3 separate regions of the Mus musculus genome follow, and regions 1 and 2 are each linked to region 3. The links are chromatin contacts, called in public HiChIP or PLAC-seq and promoter capture Hi-C maps. All regions are on one chromosome and are shown on one strand. Each heading gives the region's core, a stretch centred on a gene start, on an enhancer-like site or on the middle of the called end of the contact. The rest is flanking DNA. Distances are from core to core; before and after follow the strand shown. Region 1 holds the start of Ppp1r1b (protein phosphatase 1, regulatory inhibitor subunit 1B). Region 2 holds the start of Mien1 (migration and invasion enhancer 1). Region 3 holds the start of Csf3 (colony stimulating factor 3 (granulocyte)).

Region 1 (2,700 bases), core at 79-2,578, 350 kb before region 3:
TCCTCCCAACATAACAACAGGCTGGGTTTTGCCATTCCTCACCACACCCCATCTGGAAGAGGGGTCCTGGGCCAAGCTAGGAACTGGCAGAGATGCCCATGTCCAGGGACAGCACCCCAGAAAATATGTAAGTCAACAAACTGTGGCCAGGCCTAGGCTGGAGGACATGGAGCCTGTCCACCAGAACATCCTATTCCCAAGAGCAAAGCTTGGCCCCTGATGCGCTCTCTCTCTCTCTCTCTCTCTCTCTCTCTCTCTCTCTCTCTCTCTCTCTCTCTCTCTCTTCCCCCAGAGGGCACTGAGTCTGGGGCAGAACAGCATGCCCCTGACCTCATTTCCATAAGACTCCATTGGCCTCTCAGTCTACCCCTGGGGCCAGAGTGCCCGGCTAGGAGTGGAAAAGTTGCCTGTGGAGTTACGGGTGTGGTGGGGAGGGCTCCTGCTGTTCCTGGCCTAAGAGTGACCAGAAGAGAGGACAGCCAACACAAACAGAACCCCAGGAGGGCACAGACAGGCACAGGTCCACACACACACCCCTTCTGGGCACTACAGAGAGGCACTCAGTCCTCGCCAGCCTCAGAGAGGGTAGTGCCAGCTCCTGCGGAGAGACTCAAGGGCTTGGACAGATAAACAAGGGTACTTAACCCACAAAGTAGCCCCTCTTCTCCATCACACACACACACACACACACACACACACACCTCTGTAGAAGAGACTGGCACCTCAGAATGATCACACACCCCCAGCTCTGTTCCCCAACGCACCAAGCCCACACATGTGATAGCACGTGTACGGGGAAGGCAGCCCCCCAACCCTGCCCCTGGGCTGATTCTGTCCCCTCCCCCAGTAGCTGCGGAGAAAAGGCAAGAGACACGTGAATGCTGGGTACATTGTGGCAGGGACTCATTCCCCCCCCCCCCCGGAATTTGCTCTCACATTCACAGCCTCAAGCCCCTCTCCTGCATACCACCCCCCCCCCCGCAAGCTGGCACCCGCCTGCCCATCACCTTGACAGTCTCTGACATCCTCCTCCACACCCACACCCTCCCCCGCACACACGCAGTCCTCCCACACGCTGCCACTCACACCCGCATCTTTGACACTCTGACACACTTACATAGACTCACACGCTCACACCGCACCGACCCCCACCCTCCCCAGCTACAGCACTCCAGGCCTCTAGCATTCACTTGCACATACTCCCTACCACGATGATGACTGACAGGTGTCCTCCCACGCACACCTCTCTCACACTCGCTTTCTAGGACACCCCCATTCACAGCGTGACATGCTGGCACTCTCTTCTCGACCTCACGGGCCTCCCTTAAAAGTCCACGTCCCGAGGGGGGGTGGGCGAAGAGGTTAAAGCCAGAGTCCCGGCTGCAGCTGCCCCTGCCCCCTCCCCTTAGCGTCACCGCTGGACTTCATTAATAATACAACGCCGAGTTCTGGGGATACTGCAGGGGGCCCCCGGGCCGCTCCCCTAGCCCTGGCTCCCACTCCGCACCCTCCTCCCAGCCCGGGAGAACACGCTTCTCGATGCTCATTGGCCGCTTTCCCCTAAGCCCTCCCTCCAAACGCCTGGGCGCCAGTCCCTGGCAGAGAGGACGGGCTGGGACCCCAGGGTTGGGACCTGTGGGGTGCAGCCAGTAGCGGCAGAGGCGCGGAGAGGAAGAAGGCAGAGTGGGGGATAGACAGAAGCTGGTAGAGCAAGGCCGAGGGCAGCCCGCCGAGATAGCTCAGGCCGGCAGCCAGAGCCCCGCGCCCCAAACCGGTGGCGCGCAGCTAAGGCGCGGGGATCCTGAGCTCTGACCTGGGGACGCTGAGCCCGGCGCTGCAGGCGAGCCCCGCTGTTCAGTCCTCCCGACCGTCGCGCGTTCTCCTCGTGGAGCGCGGGATTTTCCTGGGTGCGGGGACAGTGCTCCTCCTCCTCCTCCGCGCAGCACGCGCCACCCGCAGCTCCGGACAGCCGAGCAGGGCTCAGCCAGACACCCCAAGAACGCTCAGCCGCCCGCCATGGACCCCAAGGACCGCAAGAAGATTCAGTTCTCTGTGCCCGCGCCCCCGAGCCAGCTCGACCCCCGACAGGTGGAGATGGTAAGGGGGCCGCGCCCCATCCACGTATCACCCCCAACACATATTCCCCCACCCCAGCACAGTCCGTCCCGTCCCATGTTGGATCCAGCCTGGACTGCAATGGGGCGCCCCACAGGACTGGAAGTTCGCCGGAGACTCCTAGCAACTTTTCTCCGGACCTTTAAGCCTATCTTGGGCGGGAGAATTCCTGCAGTGAGCGTCCGGAGACTATCAATCAGTTCTCGGGACTGCCCTTTTGGCTCTTATATAGCCCCGCTAGGCTAGTCATTTATTCCCCGCAGAGACCCCATCACCCTGGTGGTATCCCATGGACAGATACAAACAGCTCTGGCGTCTGAGGCTGTCACTTCAACCACTCATGGTCTAGAGGGCCACAGTCTCACCCTATAGGCCTAGTTGTTGGTGGTGGTGGGGTGTCCCCAGAACGTTATTCTGACTACTCTCTGCTCTCAAGACCTGGAACTGCAACCCCAGGGAGTGAGCTGACATCTCTTCCTTGAGGGTTGGGAGACCTACAAAGGTGTGAGGGAGAGTGTCGGAGGCAGAGGTCTGTTCTCCTCGACCTAGCAAGGACACTTGTTGCTGAGATGCCAATGGCTCTGA
Region 2 (2,700 bases), core at 86-2,585, 260 kb before region 3:
AGGGCCAGACTGACCTGTGTGCCCCCCGCACAGGCTGGACATAAACACACGCCAGTTGACACAAGCATTTGTAATTACTCTTTATTGCCAAGAGCCGACACTGCCCAGGATTCAGGGAAAATAAGTTATAGCAACCGTGGCATCTGAAAGGTATTGCCACGCTGGGGAGAGGACCAAACTGCAGAGGGCACAGATCCCGGGAGAGCGATGGTGATGTTCACAGAGAACATCTCTTTTCTGCCTTTGGCCACAGAAATGTCTAGTCCCTCCTTGTGCCCTAAGAGGCAAAGTGAAGTCAGGGTCTTAGTTACCTAGGGCCAAGTGAGGGGCTAAAGGTAGAGGGATTCCTAGCGTAACCACAAGGAAAGGTTTAAACCCCAGAACCAAGCTTCCAAGAATCATTTCTTAGTCACAGGATGACACAGGGAGGCCGGCTGTTGGTGATCTTTTCTACAGGTTCTCCATTGCTGGCTCTTCGGATGGCTTCCATGAGCTAGCGGACAGAGACATGGGCGAGTGTCATGCACAGGAGAGGAGGGTGTGTCTCGTCTCAGCCACCCTCCCGAGGTACATTAAATACTCACGTCTTTCTCATAAGGAAACCCTCCATTCTCCAGCTTGGAGAACACCAGCTGTCCATTGATCTCAATCTCGAAGGCCCCTGGTAGGAAATAAATGCAAGAACGAACTAAGAACAACAGGCAGAAGTTCAGGGAGGTCCTTGGCACCACCTCGAGTCCAAGCAAGACTGTTCATGGCCTCGGCAGACACCGATCCTGAAGCCATTCAGCCCCAAACCCCAAAGTCCTCACCCGTGCGTCTTTCCAATACGCCATTAAGAGTTCCTTCACTCCAAACCCACAGTAGGCATTTTTGCTATGTGTCAGACCCTACTAGGGGCTTTATATACAACAGCCAATGTCAGCTCTAGAATGTAGGGAGAGCTGGAGTTTTATCACATGGACTGACTCAGCAGGTGCTCTGCGGACCTCACCTGTCCCCCCGAGTCGCGACTCAATCTCAATGCCCGGATACTCCTCCTTCACAGCGCTCGCCAGCTCCAGGTAGGTCGCCTCAAAGCCGCAGGGTTTACTGGGGAGAAGAGACGTGGAGTGAGCTGGGGTTCCGGGGGTGGGGCCTCCCGTGGATCCACCCCCATCTTGCGGGCGAGCACAAGAGGCTCCTTTTCAACCCGAGTGGCTTACCAGTACTCCACCACGATGTGGACTCCACTGCCTGCTTCCACCTCCCCGGGAGGGGGCACTACGGACACCGGCGCTGGCTCCCCACTCATTGCTGCCCGCTCCGCTGCAGGGCTGCTTCCGGGTGTGACGCCACGCCAAAGTCACGTGGGGGGCGTGTCCGTGGGCGTGTCCGGACCTCGCTTTGCGTCGGGGCGCCCTCTGCCGTCAGCAGGTACTGCTACATCTTGATCCAGCTGCAGAGCGAATATCCTGGACCAGCACTGATCCTGGGTTCTGAGAGCTCATTGGCATCCAATGCTCACAGTCATGGATTTGCTTACTAACGAACTGCCTGTGATCACAAAGCTATTTTCCATTTACAAAAGACAGAGAAAATGGGGCAGGCGGCCGAGGTAGCTGATGGTCTGTGATTGGTGTTGCTATTTACCTCTCGAACGATGATAGCGTTTGAAACCACACCATACTGCTTTTCTTTCGAGTTCTTTTTTTTTTAACTTTTAAGAATATTTTAATTACGTATATATGTGTATAAGTGTGAATTTATGCATGCGAGGGCATCTTTAAAACTTACTACATTTATTTATTAATTTGTGGACGAGTGTGTATTGGAGGTGGGGGCCATGCCATAGCATGCTTTTGAAGGTCAGAGTACAGCAACTTTCGGCCTCCTCCATCTTATCATGTGGGTCCCAGGGATTGAACTCAGAGTATCAGATTCTGTCTCAAAGGTCTGTCTCTTACAGGTCAAGCGTCTTCATCAGCCCAGAACTCTAGTTCTTTTGACTCTGAAGTGCTGACCCCCACTTTATGCACACTCCTCATCCCTGCCTCTTGCTAGAGGGCTAGTGTCATTGAACTCAGTTTGTAATTCTGGAACTGCAGCCTGGGTCCTCCCTGTCTCTTCCTTCCCTGAAGCACCACTACAGTATCGTAACAAGTCACCCATTCTGGTGTCCCTTGAAACTGTTCATTGTTGGGTCGGTCTGTGTTTGCTGAGTTCTGACGTCATCCCATCTAGTTATAGGATATTTCAATGGATCTAAGAAGGCCTTTCCTGTTTGCTTGCAGCTTCCAACTCCAGCCCCAAGCAATCGCTGCTCTGCTCTCTAAACTTTTCTGGACATTTCACATAAATGGACTCTTGCAGCATGTGACGTTTGCTCTGTTGTATCAGAGCAAGCCTCCATCCAGTGCTGTGTCCCAGGCGTTCCTTTCTATTGATGAATACTATTTCATTCTGTTGTATAGAAAAAGCACAGATTATTTGTCTATTAACATTAATCTGGGTTTCTTTGGGTTGTTTGTTTTGAGTAAATGTCTTGTAGATGCCTTTGTATGGATGTGTTGCCATTTCTCTTAAGTTCCTTAGAGTAAAATTAAAACTACTGGGCTGCGAGAAATTTATATTTAACTCTTTATGGATTGCCTACCTGCTTTTGTTTTTGTTTTTTGTTTTTGTTTTTTTTTTTCTAAGCAGCTGTAGCATTTTACACCA
Region 3 (2,700 bases), core at 148-2,647:
ACTGAGTGAGTTCCAGGATAGCCAGGGCTATCGAGACAGAGAAAACCTGTCTTGAAAAACAAAAACAAACAAATAAACAAACAGAATGGGAATCCCTTGGCCTGTCCTCTCAAGCAGAGGCTATGTAGTTAATGTCCATGACATCTGTGGCCACCAGAGGGCACCCTAGCCCCAGAGTTGGCCCCACCCCATCAGGTATGCCTCAACATCAAAAAATGTCTATATTCCTTGGCCCCACCTTGGTGGGGGTGAAATAGTTCAGAAAGTACCAGATCGAGATGCCATCAGTCAGACAAGGAATGCCGTCCTCCTTTTTAGGTAGTAATACCCTGTTGGGACTGAGAGCGACTGGGATGTCCCTCCATCCCTACTACCCATGATTGGGCAAGGCATTTCCCTTTCTGGCCCAGTTCACAGAGGTGAAATCACCAAGGTCTCTTTCAGAGCTAACACTGGGCAGAGTTCTAGGATGGGAGATGCAGCTCCTCCTTTCTCACCTCAGCATGCATCGACTCAAGCCAGCTCACACCACTGCTACATAATGAGCAGAGATCGTCGGGACACTCCATGACCCAGCCTCCGACGCCCTCCAGATGCCCCAGACTCCACGACATCGAGGTAATGTGCCAAGGGAAGCAGAAAGGCAAGGTCAGGTGAGCCAGGAGCCCCAGAGGGTCTTGATTCATTCAAGACAGACATCCGGTTTCCTCTGGCCTCTCTGCCAGGATCCAGGGGCTTAAAGAAATGAGTCATAATGGGGGGTATTGGGGAGTTCCCAGCTAATCAGCCTGGGACAGAACGGCCTGAATGCTGGACCAATTTATTTTTATCCAAATGTGGGGCAGGCGTAGACAGCAAGACCCTACCTAGGGTGCTGTGGAGGGCTCCCAGAAAAGCAGGAGGCAGCCACCAGGAAGCTTATGGGTCTGAAAAGAGGACAGGTTCTTTCTTCTCTCGGGATGTTTGTCCCAGGTATAGGTGACTTGAGAATCACAAATGAAGGGCAGAGGGGGCTCCCCAAGCACGTCTGCCAGAGGATGGAGAGACAGAAGCAGTCTTGATCTGAGCACCCATTCTTCCCCAGGGTCTGAGTTCCTTGCTATCCCCTCCAGGGTTTCACCAGCCTTGTTGGACAACTCGGATCCAGATCCAACACCCTGCAGCGATTCAGGCCTGGGTGTGGCTGGAAGAGAGGAAGAGAGTTTGAGGGGGGGACAAGACGTCAAGGAAGGAACAGAGATTCCCCGATTTCACAAAAACTTTCGCAAACAGCTTTTCCCCAACCCCCTGCATTGTCCTGAGCTATCATCAAATTTGCATAAATCCTGGGAAGTTATTACTAAGCCTGAGTTGCCCCAGCCCCAGGTAATTTCCTCCCGGGGCCTTGATGGCTTTATGTATAAAGGCCCCCTGGAGCTGGGCCCTGGCAGAGCCCAGAGCTGCAGCCCAGATCACCCAGAATCCATGGCTCAACTTTCTGCCCAGAGGCGCATGAAGCTAATGGGTGAGTGCCCTGGTTACCTGCCCTGGGTGTGGAATGGAGAGAGGCCGGATAACAAGTGCCTCAGACCCGTCTGTTTGCTCCTAGCCCTGCAGCTGCTGCTGTGGCAAAGTGCACTATGGTCAGGACGAGAGGCCGTTCCCCTGGTCACTGTCAGCGCTCTGCCACCATCCCTGCCTCTGCCCCGAAGCTTCCTGCTTAAGTCCCTGGAGCAAGTGAGGAAGATCCAGGCCAGCGGCTCGGTGCTGCTGGAGCAGTTGGTGAGTGGGGTTGCCATAGGTGTGGAGGGAAGGACTTGGGGGGGGTAGCGGGGGAGGCAGGAGCACAAATGAGAAGAGGGCAGACTAGGAACACACAGCAGTTGACAGTGTTTGCCCAGTGTGCACAAGAGCCTAGATGGCACCCTCAGAATACTGACAGAAACATTGAGGAAGGGAACATGGGGGGAGAAGGGCACAGGAAAGAGAATGAGTAGAGACAGCAGTGGGACCTCTGGATGGGACAGTCCTTAGGGTCACTAGGAAGGTAGGGAGCTGAGAAGCCAGGAGGACCTGAGCTGGACAAAGAGCCTGGCCCAGGTGAGCACCCTCAGTATCCTTCCATCTACAGTGTGCCACCTACAAGCTGTGTCACCCCGAGGAGCTGGTGTTGCTGGGCCACTCTCTGGGGATCCCGAAGGCTTCCCTGAGTGGCTGCTCTAGCCAGGCCCTGCAGCAGGTGAGTATTTTCGGAAAAAGGAGGACCAGGAGGAGAAGGGGGAGGAGGGGGAGGAGGAGAAAGAGGGAGAGGAGGGGGAGAAGGGGGAGGAGGAGGGGGAGGAGGAAGAAGAGGGGGAGGAGGGGGAGGAGAAGGAGGGGAAGAAGGAGGAGGAGGGGGAGAAGGAAGGACTACATCCTACTATTTGGGCTCCTGAAGAGAGCAAGCATCCCAAGATGTACTGCCTAACCCTGCTATCTTCCCCAGACACAGTGCCTAAGCCAGCTCCACAGTGGGCTCTGCCTCTACCAAGGTCTCCTGCAGGCTCTATCGGGTATTTCCCCTGCCCTGGCCCCCACCTTGGACTTGCTTCAGCTGGATGTTGCCAACTTTGCCACCACCATCTGGCAGCAGGTGAGTACCATCTGGAGGGGGTCATGGCAGCACACCTGGGCACCCTGGAAGCTCTCTATATTTTCAGAGGCCTGTTTTTTGGGAAGACA

What was found. Promoter capture Hi-C pulls out the DNA fragments that hold promoters and counts their contacts. HiChIP or PLAC-seq counts read pairs in DNA pulled down with a chosen protein or histone mark.
Region 1: a promoter capture Hi-C map of liver shows a contact between it and region 3, with 2.1 times the contacts expected there. The contact joins the promoter of Ppp1r1b here to the promoter of Csf3 in region 3. A contact is called at or near these places in 3 of 39 promoter capture datasets (cranial neural crest, hippocampal neurons and liver), 1 of 484 Hi-C or Micro-C datasets (embryonic stem cells), 2 of 115 datasets of contacts at active chromatin or transcription factors (double positive thymocytes and pancreatic cancer cells) and 1 of 9 other capture datasets (embryonic stem cells).
Region 2: a contact with region 3 is called in an H3K27ac HiChIP or PLAC-seq map of embryonic stem cells, with 2.4 times the contacts expected there. The contact joins the promoter of Mien1 here to the promoter of Csf3 in region 3. A contact is called at or near these places in 4 of 39 promoter capture datasets (embryonic stem cells, hippocampal neurons, liver and 1 more), 2 of 115 datasets of contacts at active chromatin or transcription factors (embryonic stem cells and pancreatic cancer cells) and 1 of 9 other capture datasets (liver).

The regions. Positions count from the first base shown.
Region 1 is chr11:98,347,078-98,349,777 of GRCm38.p6, forward strand. It overlaps Ppp1r1b (protein phosphatase 1, regulatory inhibitor subunit 1B), which reads left to right and starts at 1,329. Exons shown (of 7, transcript NM_144828.2): 1 at 1,329-2,097. The coding sequence starts at 2,017.
Region 2 is chr11:98,437,653-98,440,352 of GRCm38.p6, forward strand. Mien1 (migration and invasion enhancer 1) reads right to left here and starts at 1,336. Exons shown (of 4, transcript NM_025559.2): 1 at 1,206-1,336; 2 at 995-1,092; 3 at 585-661; 4 at 56-493. The coding sequence starts at 1,294. The coding sequence ends at 410. It overlaps Erbb2 (erb-b2 receptor tyrosine kinase 2), which reads left to right. Exons shown (of 27, transcript NM_001003817.1): 27 at 1-64.
Region 3 is chr11:98,699,916-98,702,615 of GRCm38.p6, forward strand. It overlaps Csf3 (colony stimulating factor 3 (granulocyte)), which reads left to right and starts at 1,398. Exons shown (of 5, transcript NM_009971.1): 1 at 1,398-1,504; 2 at 1,589-1,761; 3 at 2,111-2,218; 4 at 2,465-2,611. The coding sequence starts at 1,465. Gm38985 (a long non-coding RNA gene) reads right to left here and starts at 1,595. Exons shown (of 3, transcript XR_001780319.2): 1 at 1,522-1,595; 2 at 498-1,183.